Regions from separate parts of the Mus musculus genome. Here region 1 is linked to region 2. Evidence: chromatin contacts called from public Hi-C data. All regions are on one chromosome and are shown on one strand. The core of a region is the stretch at or near the end of the contact, and the rest is flanking DNA. Distances in the headings are between cores, read along the strand shown.

Region 1 (5,666 bases), core at 1,542-4,041, 190 kb after region 2:
GTGGCCACGTCATGTAAAGAAAAAAGAAGGAAAATCTCTGGGGTACAAATGTATAAAGTCTGCTTGCCAAGTATCTTGTTGTTTTTAACATATTTATTTATGTATTTTCTTAAATATAGGAGTGCTCTGTCTGTATGCACACCTATGTGCTAGAAGAGGCCATCAGATCCCTTTAAAGATGATCACTATGTGGTTGCTGGGAATTGAACTCAGAACTGAGAGAGCAGCCAGTGTTCTTAACTGCTGAGCCATCTCACTGCTTTGATGTTTTTGGTTTTAATCAACTCCCTTTAAAGTTTATAGTAAGCAAACTATGGGGGACTTGCTAATCATGGAGCAAAGGTTAGGTACCATCTTTGAGAGGTACAAACAAGGGGCCACTAAACAGTTTCCAAAATGAAGGTGAAATTCTGAAGGTGGAGAGTCAGGGTTTCCAGCTCTAGTGTTAAGGGAACTTAAAATGGAGAGGATCGCTGGGCGTGGTGGCGCACGCCTTTAATCCCAGTACTTGGGAGGCAGAGGCAGGCGGATTTCGGAGTTCGAGGACAGCCTGGTCTACAGAGTGAGTTCCAGGACAGCCAGGGCTATACAGAGAAACCCTGTCTCGAAAACCCAAAAAAAAAAAAAAAAAAAAAAAAAAAGGATCAGGATGAGCCTTCTCTGTCCTCTCTCCCTCCATCAGGAGAATGGTATGCTGGCTTGGCCCAGCTCATGGGAGCAAAACAAAAACTTTTGGAAATTTTTGTGAATTATTAAATTTAGTCATTATCAAAAGTTAAATTATATAACCTTTTAATTATAGAAATTATATTAAAATTGAAGATAGTGAACACTTAAAACTCAGTGCTCCCAATAACTCTCACTACCATTCACAGCTGTGATGCCATTTGCCTGTGTACTATCTGGTGGAACCAGGGTATGGTGGTGTGCTGCTGTGCACGCCCGCCTGGTCATATCAGGAGCTGGAAACCACCTAAGCTGAGTTTTTACCCTCAGGCATGAGTGCAGGCTACCCTCCTGCCAGGACTGTTGGGTGCTAAGCATTCACTCACACAAAAGCACGATAGTTCTCTTTTTGTACCAGGACTAAAAGACAGAAAACAGGACTGGGGGTGAGCAGTAGATGACATCACCTAGTTCTAACACTTTCTGGGGGTAAAGCCACATAGCTAGAATACACCACATCCCACCATCACATGCCAATTTATAACACGTTCCTTACAGACTGTTTAATTTATCCCCAGTTTTGAAAATGTGGACCATAATACAGTTCCTCTTAGTACTTTGATCGGAGTAAAGCCATCCGGAGAAGAATCCGGAGAAGAGCTAATAAGAGCGTCTTTACATTGGTCTCTTCTCATTCTGAACAGTGCCCAGACAAGGGCAGAGTTAAACTTCAAACGCTGACTTTACTTCAGCCTGGTAGATGAGTCAGAAGAGGTAAGGATGCAGCAAGAGAGAACTTGTCCATTTGTCCTCCTGAGAATGTATAAAAAGGAAGCAGCAAAGCATGAAGAGAAATAAAATTCATATTGTTGGGTCTTAACTCAGAGCCTGTCCTGCCTCGGAACCAACTCTTCACAGATCACCTTCAGCACAGCAAGTGGCTGTGTGCTCAGCTGTGACAGCTGAACAATGGCTGAGCTTGAGGGCCAGTGGCAGAGGAACACAGGAACCTCTCAACTGTGCTCAGTCACTCTCTGCTCTTGGAATTTATATAGAACACTGGGATCAAACTGTTCCCCAAAGCTAAAGGCAAAGGGAGCTCTTGGAGTGTTTATAACACAGATATGAATACCTCAATACCAGGCACTTTCAGAGATCATAAAATTTGGCAAAAAGAGAAGTGTGTTTTTACAACCACTCACAGCTCTAGCAGGCTCAGAACCTTGTGACCTGAGTTCATATGAGGCAGAGAAAGAAAACACCAAGCAACCCAACCTTTTTATTCTGCAAAAGGAGGAAAAAATGATGGTTTTAATGACTTCTCACATCCCAATAGGAGCTCAAAAACATTACTGAGAGCAGCGCCAGACAACGAATTACAGAGGAAGCTTTGCACAGATGGACTCGAGTGTGAAGAACCTTGCACTATTCAGCTAGGAATCCCGAAGACTGGGATCTAGGAATTGCAACTGCACCCAGGCTGAGATCAGCATGAGGTGGGATTGCCAAAAGACAGACAATGTGAAGACAATCAGCCGCTGGTTCCTGGCCTCGACTCAGCCCTGATTAATGAGAACTCGGAGCAAAAAAAAAAAAAAAAAAACCTCCAGAGAATGCTAATCCAGTAACAGAGGAATACTTGCTCAAATTTGTTTTGAAAAAATGAAAAATCAGAGGAAGAAATCAGAACATGCTTAAAAAAAAAAAAAGCCAGAAACAAACCATAAACTCAAGGGAAAAAATTAATTGGGAGTTTCAAGACTGACTTCAGCCATTGCTTAAGACATTTTGAGCAAAACCAATTAATCAAGTATACCGTGGAGTAAATAGACAAAGAGCTTAAAAAAATCCTATCAAACAGTCAAAAGCAATCTAAATTGCCCACGGATTTTATCATCTAATATTTTATTTAAAAAATTTAACAAAATCAGCATTTATTTAAATGAAATATTTAACCTCTGAAAATAAAGAAATCAGTGAACAACAATTCAACAGGAACAAGATTCTAGTTACTCTTTTGGTTTAAAAGTCAAGACTTGTCTCACTAGGATGCAGCCACATCTTAGTAAAGCTGGCCTCCAAGTGGCTCTGATGAGAACGACAGTCATCAGGCCAGCTGGTGTTGCAACAAAAGGCACCATTAGCCCTGTCACTGTCACTGCATGAAAGGCAAGCATGCAGACAGCAGGTCACCTGCCTGCCACTGAAGAGCACAAGCAAAGAGCACAAGTTAGCTCTTTACCCTACAAATATTCTCTCCAGTAAATACGTCAGGCTGAGTAAGGACCGGCCATCTCAGGCTGGTGAGCTGGGAACAGTCAAGGTCTGCTTCCGTGACTTCCGTTATTTGAGTGAGGTAAGAAGAGGGGAGGAGATTTCACTATTGTTCCTGAGGAACATACTAAAATCAGACTTGGAGTATAAACTCCAAGTCATCGTGTCTGGAAAGCCAGGCTGGGGGTGATTGGTAAGATGGGTCTAAGGAGTCAGTAAGCCGCTTCACAGCCAAACAGAAGAGTTGTCAGTGACCACTGTAGAAGAATACTGTAACTGTGACTACACATTCAGCATGTTACTGAGAATCCAAGCATTGCCAGTGGGTCACCTCATTCATTAACACAAGCCACTTCCAGTCCTGAATATACATGAGCACAAGGATTATCCACACAGACTCACAGGTCTGAAGGGGAAAGGTCCAGGGTGACAATTAACCTGTAATGCTCACAAGGATATTTCAAAATATTAAAGTGAAAGATTAAGCAAGGTAATAGACACATGTGAAGGGAAATTGGTAATAAAATGGCAGCTCGCAGTTCAGGTCTAGAGTTGTAGCACTCAATTCTAATTCCAAGGACGGCTAGAAAATGCCCATGGGAAAGTGTTTTCTAAACTACAGGATTGGGGTGGGAGGGGGTAACAAAAATACCTCCCTCTCAGGTTTATTAAGAATTAGACCAGCTCCTTAATCAGGGAAATGCAAATCAAAACAGCCCTGAGATTCCACCTCACACCAGTCAGAATGGCTAAGATCAAAAATTCAGGTGACAGAAGATGCTGTCGAGCATGTGGAGAAAATCGAACACTCCTCCATTGCTGGTGGGATTGCAAGCTGGTACAACCACTCTGGAAATCAGTCTGGCGGTTCCTCAGAAAATTGGACATAGTACTACCGGAGGATCCAGCAATACCTCTCCTGGGCATATACCCAGAAGGTGTTCTAACTGGTAATAAGGACACATGCTCCACTATGTTCATAGCAGCCTTGTTTATAATAGCCAGAAGCTGGAAAGGACCCAGATGTCCCTCAACATAGGAATGGATACAAAAAATGTGATACATTTACACAATGGAGTACTACTCAGCTATTAAAAACAATGAATTTATGAAATTCTAAGGCAAATGGATGTATCTGGAGGATATTATCCTGAGTGAGGTAACTCAATCACAAAAGAAGTCATTAAATATGTACTCACTGATAAGTGGATATTAATTAGTCTAGAAACCTAGAATACCCAAGATACAATTTGCAAAACACATGAAACTCAAGAAGAAGGAAGACCAAAGTGTGGATACTTCATCCCTCCTTAGAATGGGGAACAAAATACCCCATTTTACTACAGAGACAAAGTTCAGAACTGAAACGGAAGGAAGGACCATTCAGAGACTGCCCCACCCGGGGACCCATCCTATAAACAATCACCAAACCCAGACACTATTGCATATGCCAGCAAGATTTTGCTGACATGACCCTGATATAGCTGTCTCTTGTGAGACTATGCCAGTGCCTGGCAAATACAAAAGTAGATGCTCACAGTCATCTATTGGATGGAACACAGAGCCCCCAATGGAGGGAGCTAGAGAAAGTACCCAAGGAGCTGAAGGGGTCTGCAACCCTATAGGAAGAACAACAATATGAACTAACCAGTATCCCCTGAGCTCATGTCTCTAGCTGCATATGTAGCAGAAGATGGCCTAATCGGCCATCATTGGGAGGAGTGATACTTGGTCTTGCAAAGATTATATGCCCCAGTACAGGGGAATACCAGGGCCAGAAAGCAGGAGTGGGTGGGTTGGGGAGCAGGGTGAGGGGAGGGTATAGGAGACTTTTGGGATAGCATTTGAAATGTAAATGAAGAAAATATCTAATAAAAATTGTTTAAAAAAAAGAATTAGACCAGCATATAAATTTATTGCCATAGAACCTAAGAGATAGTATTACACAGCTGGCATATGTAATGGTAACCACGGTCCAGACAAAGCTAGGTACAGCCTTTTCCTGGATAAGGGGTCAGGGGGATTTCTCTGAGGCTCACTGTTTTCTATGCATAATGTCTGCAGAATCTTCAGGCTGCATCAGGCAGCTGGGACAAACCCCAGTGGTGACTAGATAGTGCCTGTGAGGCAGAGAGCCCATCACTGTGCATGCTCACCCTGAATCCACTGCACCAGCAAAGCAGCAGAAATGGATGCAAAACAACCCTGCTGACTGCTCAGTGATTCACAGTGCCTAGGAATGCAAGCCTGTCTGCTACTGGGGACACCATCTCTCTGTAACAAAAAAAGCCCAAGGCAACAGAATTGAAGAGTAATTCAAACACTCAAGAAACCTCACTATCAGGACACTGAAATTTACCATAAAGCTATAAGGAGGCCCATGAGTTCCCACAATCCCTCACATCCAACCTCACCCCTCACCAGCGTCCATTCATCTTTGAGGAAACACAGCTTGGCAATGCGGCTGCTCAATAAGGAAGCAATGAGTTCTGTCAGTGCACCTGGAAACACACGCCTGTCTAGAGAAGCTCTTAGCTCATAGCACTTTTGTGAAAATGTCAGGACCACCCTGAAGTGTGTAGATCGACGAGAGGAGTTAACAGTTACGATGATGGATGGGGGAGGAAGACTCCTCCACACCACTCCTCTTATGTCACCTTCGTTTTTTTCTCCAAATGAGTTTATGGTAACACCCAAGGTTTGGGTAAAGCTAAAGTGAGCTCATA
Region 2 (6,093 bases), core at 3,180-5,679:
CGTGTTGTGCAACTACTCATGCACCCATGTTTGCTTCTGTATTTCCTGTCTCTTCACTGAAGAGTGTCCTGCCAGTCTAAAAGCTCAAATGCATGTATTCGTGCATCTCTGTACATAGACTTTTAATCACACTTAAGGTATCATTTTCCAGAGCATCTGGCACTCTGAAGTTACTCTTTCATATCACTGTTCTTCTTGGCACTGATCTAATAAGAGCTCTGAAACCTGCTAAGTAAAATCATATGTAGAAATCTTCAGTATGCGTCTTTGTGGCTTTGGGGAAAGAGAAAAATTAGTGTGAAACCTGGAAATGTGTATTAAAGAGAAACACTAAAAAATTAAGTAGCTGTCTTCAACTGATAAGTTAATCTTGAAATTCAAACCATAATTTGCAAAATAAAGGCACTGTAGGTTGCCCAGTTTGAAGAAAAGCAGACAGAGCTTTGCTGAGCCCAGTTGCCTGAAAGAATATCCTTCCAGTGAGTGGCCATTTTGGATTTCCCATTTTCCAAGTTGTCTTCCTCCCTGGACATTTTAAAGGATTTTCCCTTTTATCAAATTTGAAAACCTATTTAACAAGCTTTTTACTTTAAAATGAAACTATAAAACCCCACCAAGAGGATCTTTGTCTTTAAAAGAAGTGAGTCCCAGATGGTTGCAGAGATGTTGTGGTTTCTGTGAGAGTGCCAAATTCTCTCCTAGATCTCCTGGGATACAAAGGAAGCTTCATGAGTACATATTGCCAGGCCTGGATAAATTAAGAGTAAGCCAGCTAGATACTACCTTGGAGTTTTTGAATGTTTATTTAAAACTAGGTGCTACTATGGCATCAAAAGATGTACTACCACAAGTGCCTAGTAATCCCCAGCATATGTTAAAGAAATGTTTGCCCACTAATTTAGGACTCATGGTTGAATTTTATGGTTTGTTTTTGTGAAAGCATAGTTCTAAAACATCATAATGGCTAGCATATCTAGGGGAAGTGTAATAGTGAAGAGCAGCTTGTTTTACAGATGTGATCCTTAAGATCTGAAACATAATTCTAACACAAATGTTTAAGAAAATGCCAGGGGTTGGAGAGATGACCCAGCGCTTAAAAGTGTTTAATAATTTCAGTTTCAGGGGATTCAGAGCCTCTGGCCTCCAAAGTTACCTGCACACATGTGATCCAAACAGACTCTGCAGCACTCACGTACACATTAGTAAAATAAATAATTGTTTAAGAATAAAATGCCAAACCCTTGTACTAAAAAATGCAATGTACTACAAACAGAGGCCATTTAAGATGTGGCGTCTCATTCTAGGGGCTTGTTCTGAACACATAATAATTCATCATCACATATAGTTATTCATGACTCAGGAGTTAAGGTCTTCCTGAGGATCTTGTTTTGGTTCCCAGGGCCCACACCAAGTGGCTCACAACCACCTGTCAATCAAGCTCCAGGCGATCCACACCTTTATGGCCCCCACCTTCATACATAGCAGATACATGGACACACTACATGCTCACAAATAAAAATCTGACTTCCTAGTCTCAAGATGGCTACATAACCTCTGCATATTCTCTTACAAGACTTCATGACAGATGCAGGGGGACTTTGTAAATCCTGTATTATCTCCCTGACCATTGCAGAAGGAAATCCTCATATTAAAAGCAAAACTCCATGTTTACCCTAAGCTTTGGCACAGGAGAAGGGAATCACCGTTTAGCACCTGCAGGGCAGGTATCTGGGTACCTTTGATACTTAAACCAACTCAAAGTGTTTTACAGCAAGGGAAAAAGACAGTCTTTGAAATGAGAAAGGAAATAATGGTGCTTGGCAAGTTTGTGTTCCTCTTTCCTGTAAAATCTAAATTGATGAGTATGAGTAGGTGTTAGGTTTTTAGGATGCAAGCTTATTGGGGCTGTCTTCAGTATAGACTATGGGACAGACCTGCAAGCTAATCAATGTCAACATACTTGTGTTTTCGTCTTGTTAAGGAGAATCACAGCAGCACCTAACTGAGTTAGGGTTCTCTATCAAAACAGAGCCAATTAATAATATGAAAGAATCGATTGTTAAGTTATTCAGTTGACTGACTGATTATAAATCAGTTCCCATTACAGAAGTCCCAGACTCTGCAGTCAGCAAGTTCAAGTGTCAATGTTCAGTTCTAGTCTGACCCTGAATCCTCAGAACTGGCAGAGCTACCCAAAACTAGCAACTATTTCCATTTGAAAGAGATGGCTAGGATCAGTGTCCCTGTTCAGGCAGCAAAATGTATGCCCTCAGACTTAGCACTATTCACATTGAAGGAGGGACAGTCTGTTCTACTCAGTGTGCCTGTTCACATGATAATGTCATTTAGAAATGTCCAGGATAAATACCATTTGACTAAATGCCTAAGCAGTCCAATATCCAGTCAAATTGATACATTAAAATTGATTATCATACACTTAGGCCCATAATAATAATATATGTGTTATTGATATTATTTTATAATCTGAAAAATAGCACAAATAAGTTATAAAGCTTATAAAAGTATTACATTAGAGACTGGGGTAGTAGTTCGGTAATAGTGCACTAGCCTGGGATGTGTAAAGCCCAGGGTTCAATCTTTAATTCTATTTAAAAAAAACCTGTTTTCCTTAGTCATGGTGAATATTCATATTACAGAAGGGTTTGCTTTCTAAAATATTAACTGTGTAAGAATAAATTTTGCAATATCTTTCCAATTTCAGTCAACTCAAAAATATTTCTTACTACCTTCTATGGTTTATAGTCTTAGCTGGTTGCAAAATTAGATAATCCATGGGTTTAAAGGAAACTTCTATGTGTTTATTTTTAAAGTTGTATAGTTCTACAATGTAGAAAAGCAAAATATAATATAATTCTGTATTTCAATCAAAGCTCATTTGTATTAGTTTCCACCAAGATCTCTTAGCAGATAAGAGAGCTGTTGGAGAGCAGCCTCAGGGAGCACATGATGTCAGCTCCTCTCACATTACAGAGTGACTGGCCTGCTTCTCATCCCATGCGTGGCAGCTTCTGTAGCCGTTGTCAGCACTGACCACCACCATCTCCTGGTCAGTCACCTCTCAAGACATGAGCAAAGTTCTTCCTACAGGACCCACTTTCTGCCCCTTCTCCAGCCTTTTGCTTCTCACTGAGTGTACTTAAGGTGATTGGCAGGCTTGCGCCTCCCTCTACCCTGTCTGCCAGGTGAGCTACGCACTGACCTGCTTCCACAGTTTTTATTGCACACATCTTTAGCTCAAGCACCTCACCATTTCCAGCTGCTCACTGGTTCCCAGCCTATGTGTCCCCTCTTTAAATATCATCAACTGTATATGATCAGAACAAAATTCATTTTTTTTCTTTAAAGACTCCTTACTTTCGCTGTCATACTAAACTGATGACTTCATCTGTAATGAACATCAGCATTATCTCCCAAAAGAATACATATTTCTGGTTAATGACATCCAAATTGATGAACCTTTTGTATATTATGTATCATCTTTTAGATTATCATCTGCGGAAGACAGATCATCTGTAGCTATTTGTCTCAGAGTATAGAACTGAAAGTTGTCCAGCATTACATTGGTCAAGATGGACAAGCTGTAGTTCGAGAACACTTTGATTGCCTCACAGCCAAACAGAAGTTGCCTTCGTACATATTAGAAAACAACGAACTGACAGAGCTGTGTGTGAAGGCTAAGGGAGACGAGGACTGGTCAAGAGATGTGTGTCTGGAACCCAAAGCCTCTGAGTATAGCACTGTCATCCAGGTATGAGAGTCCCTGATATCTGGAAAAGAGTGACTTTAAACACAGAAATGTTCTCATTGTGCATTTACTTTATGTAGCCCATACTTTGTAATAAAATCACAACTGGTTTATGCAGAAAGTGAAATCTAAGAAAGAAAACAAAACAACAACAACAAAAAAAAAAAAAAAAACTGGTCAGTGATTCCGGCAATGGCTCCCGTCTCTGGGCTTCCCAGAGGTGGGACTGGAATCTTGACCTCCCCACTTGAGCATCTTTGTGATGATTGATGGTTTTTAGTCTCTGTCTGAATCTTCACCACCTTCATCTTCGTCCATTTAAGAACTGGATCTCTTCATTCTTCCCCCATCTCACGTCACTATCCATGTGCAGACTTCTTCACCTTTGCAGAAAGGAGTCCCTTTTCATTTTAAGTCTGGTTTTACTTCCTTAGTATTCCTAGTGGCTTTTTCCTGTAACTGTAACTTCTTTCATCATCTAAACTGATACTCCGTATATTTTGCTTAATTATCAGGCTGTTTTGGATCTTACAGGGCCTTTCCTATCTCGTGTGCAGGTGCCTACTTCAAACAGTTCCATTATTTATGTGTGGTGCACAGTTTTGACTTTGGAACCCAACTCTCAAGTTCAGCAGCGAATGGTGAGTGCTTTCCCAATCCTGAGGCATGGTGTCCAACACTGACCTTTCCTGTTCTCAAATGAATAAGGTCACAGTGACCCAGGGAGGAGATTTATTACACGTATGTTTCAGCATCAAACAGCTGGAATACTGCAACAAAGCAAATATGAAAGTTGTTTCTGTCCTTTTATTTTTATAGATCGTGTTCAGCCCTCTCTTTATCATGAGAAGTCATCTTCCAGACCCCATTATTATACATTTGGAAAAAAGAAGTCTGGGTCTGAGTGAAACACAGATTATTCCAGGAAGAGGGCAGGAAAATCCACTGCAAAATGTCGAACCTGACCTTGTACATCACCTGACATTTCAAGCACGGTATGAGCAAAGCGGATTTTCCCAAGAAGTAAAGTAGCCTCAAGCTGTTCTGGTTACATGGTGCAGCCTTACTTACATTCTGACCTGAGAAAAATGTTAAGTAAGGCTCTACATAGAATCTGGCCGTTTTCATTAAGCTTATAAATAACCAAGTAGAATCATAAAATGTAATTTATTTTAGATTTTATTGACACCTTCCTGCAGAGAAGAGATGACTAGAGATCTCACCCAAGCATGGGTATGTGGGAAGAAGAGCCAGGACACAGGCCATCTAAAAATTGTGTCATAAATCTCCAACTCACTGAAGGGAGAGAGGGAGGGAAGGAGGAAGAAAGAGGAAAGAGGAGGGAGAATACCCCACAGAACAGTGTGAATCTAACTACATTTCTAGGTTTTGTTTTTTGGTTTTTTTTTTTTTTTTTTTTTTTTTTGGTAAATTATAAATTACTTAAGCGGGCTGGAGAGATGGCTCAGTGGTTTAGAGCACTGACTGCTCTTCCAGAGGTCCTGAGTTCAAATCCCAGCAATCACATGGTGACTCACAACCATCTGTAATGCGATCCGATGCCCTCTTCTGGTGTGTCTGAAGACAGCAACAGCAACAGTGTACTACTTATATATAATAAATAAATAAATCACTCTTAAAAATCTGTTACTGTTTTCTCTTTTCACTTCCTAGGGAAGAATATGACCCTTCCGATTGTGCGGTTCCCATATCAACAGCCCTCATTAAGCAAATAGCCACTAAGATACAGCCTGGAGGCACAGTTAATGAGATGCTTGATGAGTTCTATGGGCCAGAAAAGTCCCAGGAGCCCACTTGGCCTTACAGTAACAAAGATTCTGACAGGTGACATTCTTCATTCGTTTTCTATATGTACTTCTAAACATTAAGAAGCCTCCCAGAGCTCTGTCTCTAGCTGCATATGTAGCAGAGGATGGCCTAGTCAGCCATCAATGGGAGGAGAAGCCCTTGGTCTTGCAAAGATTATATGCCCCAGTACAGGGGAATGCCAGGGCCAGGAGATGGGAGTGGATGGGTTGGGGAGCAGGGCAGGGAGAGGGTATAGGGGGCTTTGGGGATAGCATTTGAAATGTAAATAAAGAAAATATCTAATAAAAAATACTAAAAAAAAAAAAGAAAAAGAAAGAGAGAAAGAAAGAAAAGAAAAAAGAAAAACACCATTCCCAAGCTACTAGCTTGCTATTGAGACTTTTTATTGCTGGCAAGATCCCCGAGTACCATACCTTGCAGGAGAAAAGACTTTGTCTCACAGTTCCTGAGCTTTTAGTCCATTATGGGAGGGAAGGCAGAGCAGAGGAGCCCCTGCC

What was found. A called contact is a pair of places that touch in the nucleus more often than the background predicts.
Region 1: a Hi-C map of uterus shows a contact between it and region 2, with 2.3 times the contacts expected there. The contact joins two enhancer-like sites. A contact is called at or near these places in 2 of 484 Hi-C or Micro-C datasets (both in uterus) and 1 of 9 other capture datasets (adipose tissue).

Annotation. Positions count from the first base shown.
Region 1 is chr15:36,064,055-36,069,720 of GRCm38.p6, forward strand. All of the region lies in intron 14 of Rgs22 (regulator of G-protein signalling 22), which reads right to left. Among named protein-coding and RNA genes, the nearest start is that of Rgs22, 74 kb to the right of the region's middle. Within about 2 kb of position 2,792, at least 26 of the 459 cell types and tissues checked have an H3K27ac peak or open chromatin away from gene starts, as enhancers often do. A contact at or near this core is called in uterus, where this site is marked.
Region 2 is chr15:35,872,057-35,878,149 of GRCm38.p6, forward strand. Vps13b (vacuolar protein sorting 13B) reads left to right here. Exons shown (of 62, transcript NM_177151.4): 45 at 3,506-3,769; 46 at 4,324-4,407; 47 at 4,586-4,761; 48 at 5,441-5,611. All of the region lies in intron 2 of Gm41292 (a long non-coding RNA gene), which reads right to left. Among named protein-coding and RNA genes, the nearest start is that of Gm41292, 12 kb to the right of the region's middle. Within about 2 kb of position 4,430, at least 4 of the 459 cell types and tissues checked have an H3K27ac peak or open chromatin away from gene starts, as enhancers often do. A contact at or near this core is called in uterus, where this site is marked.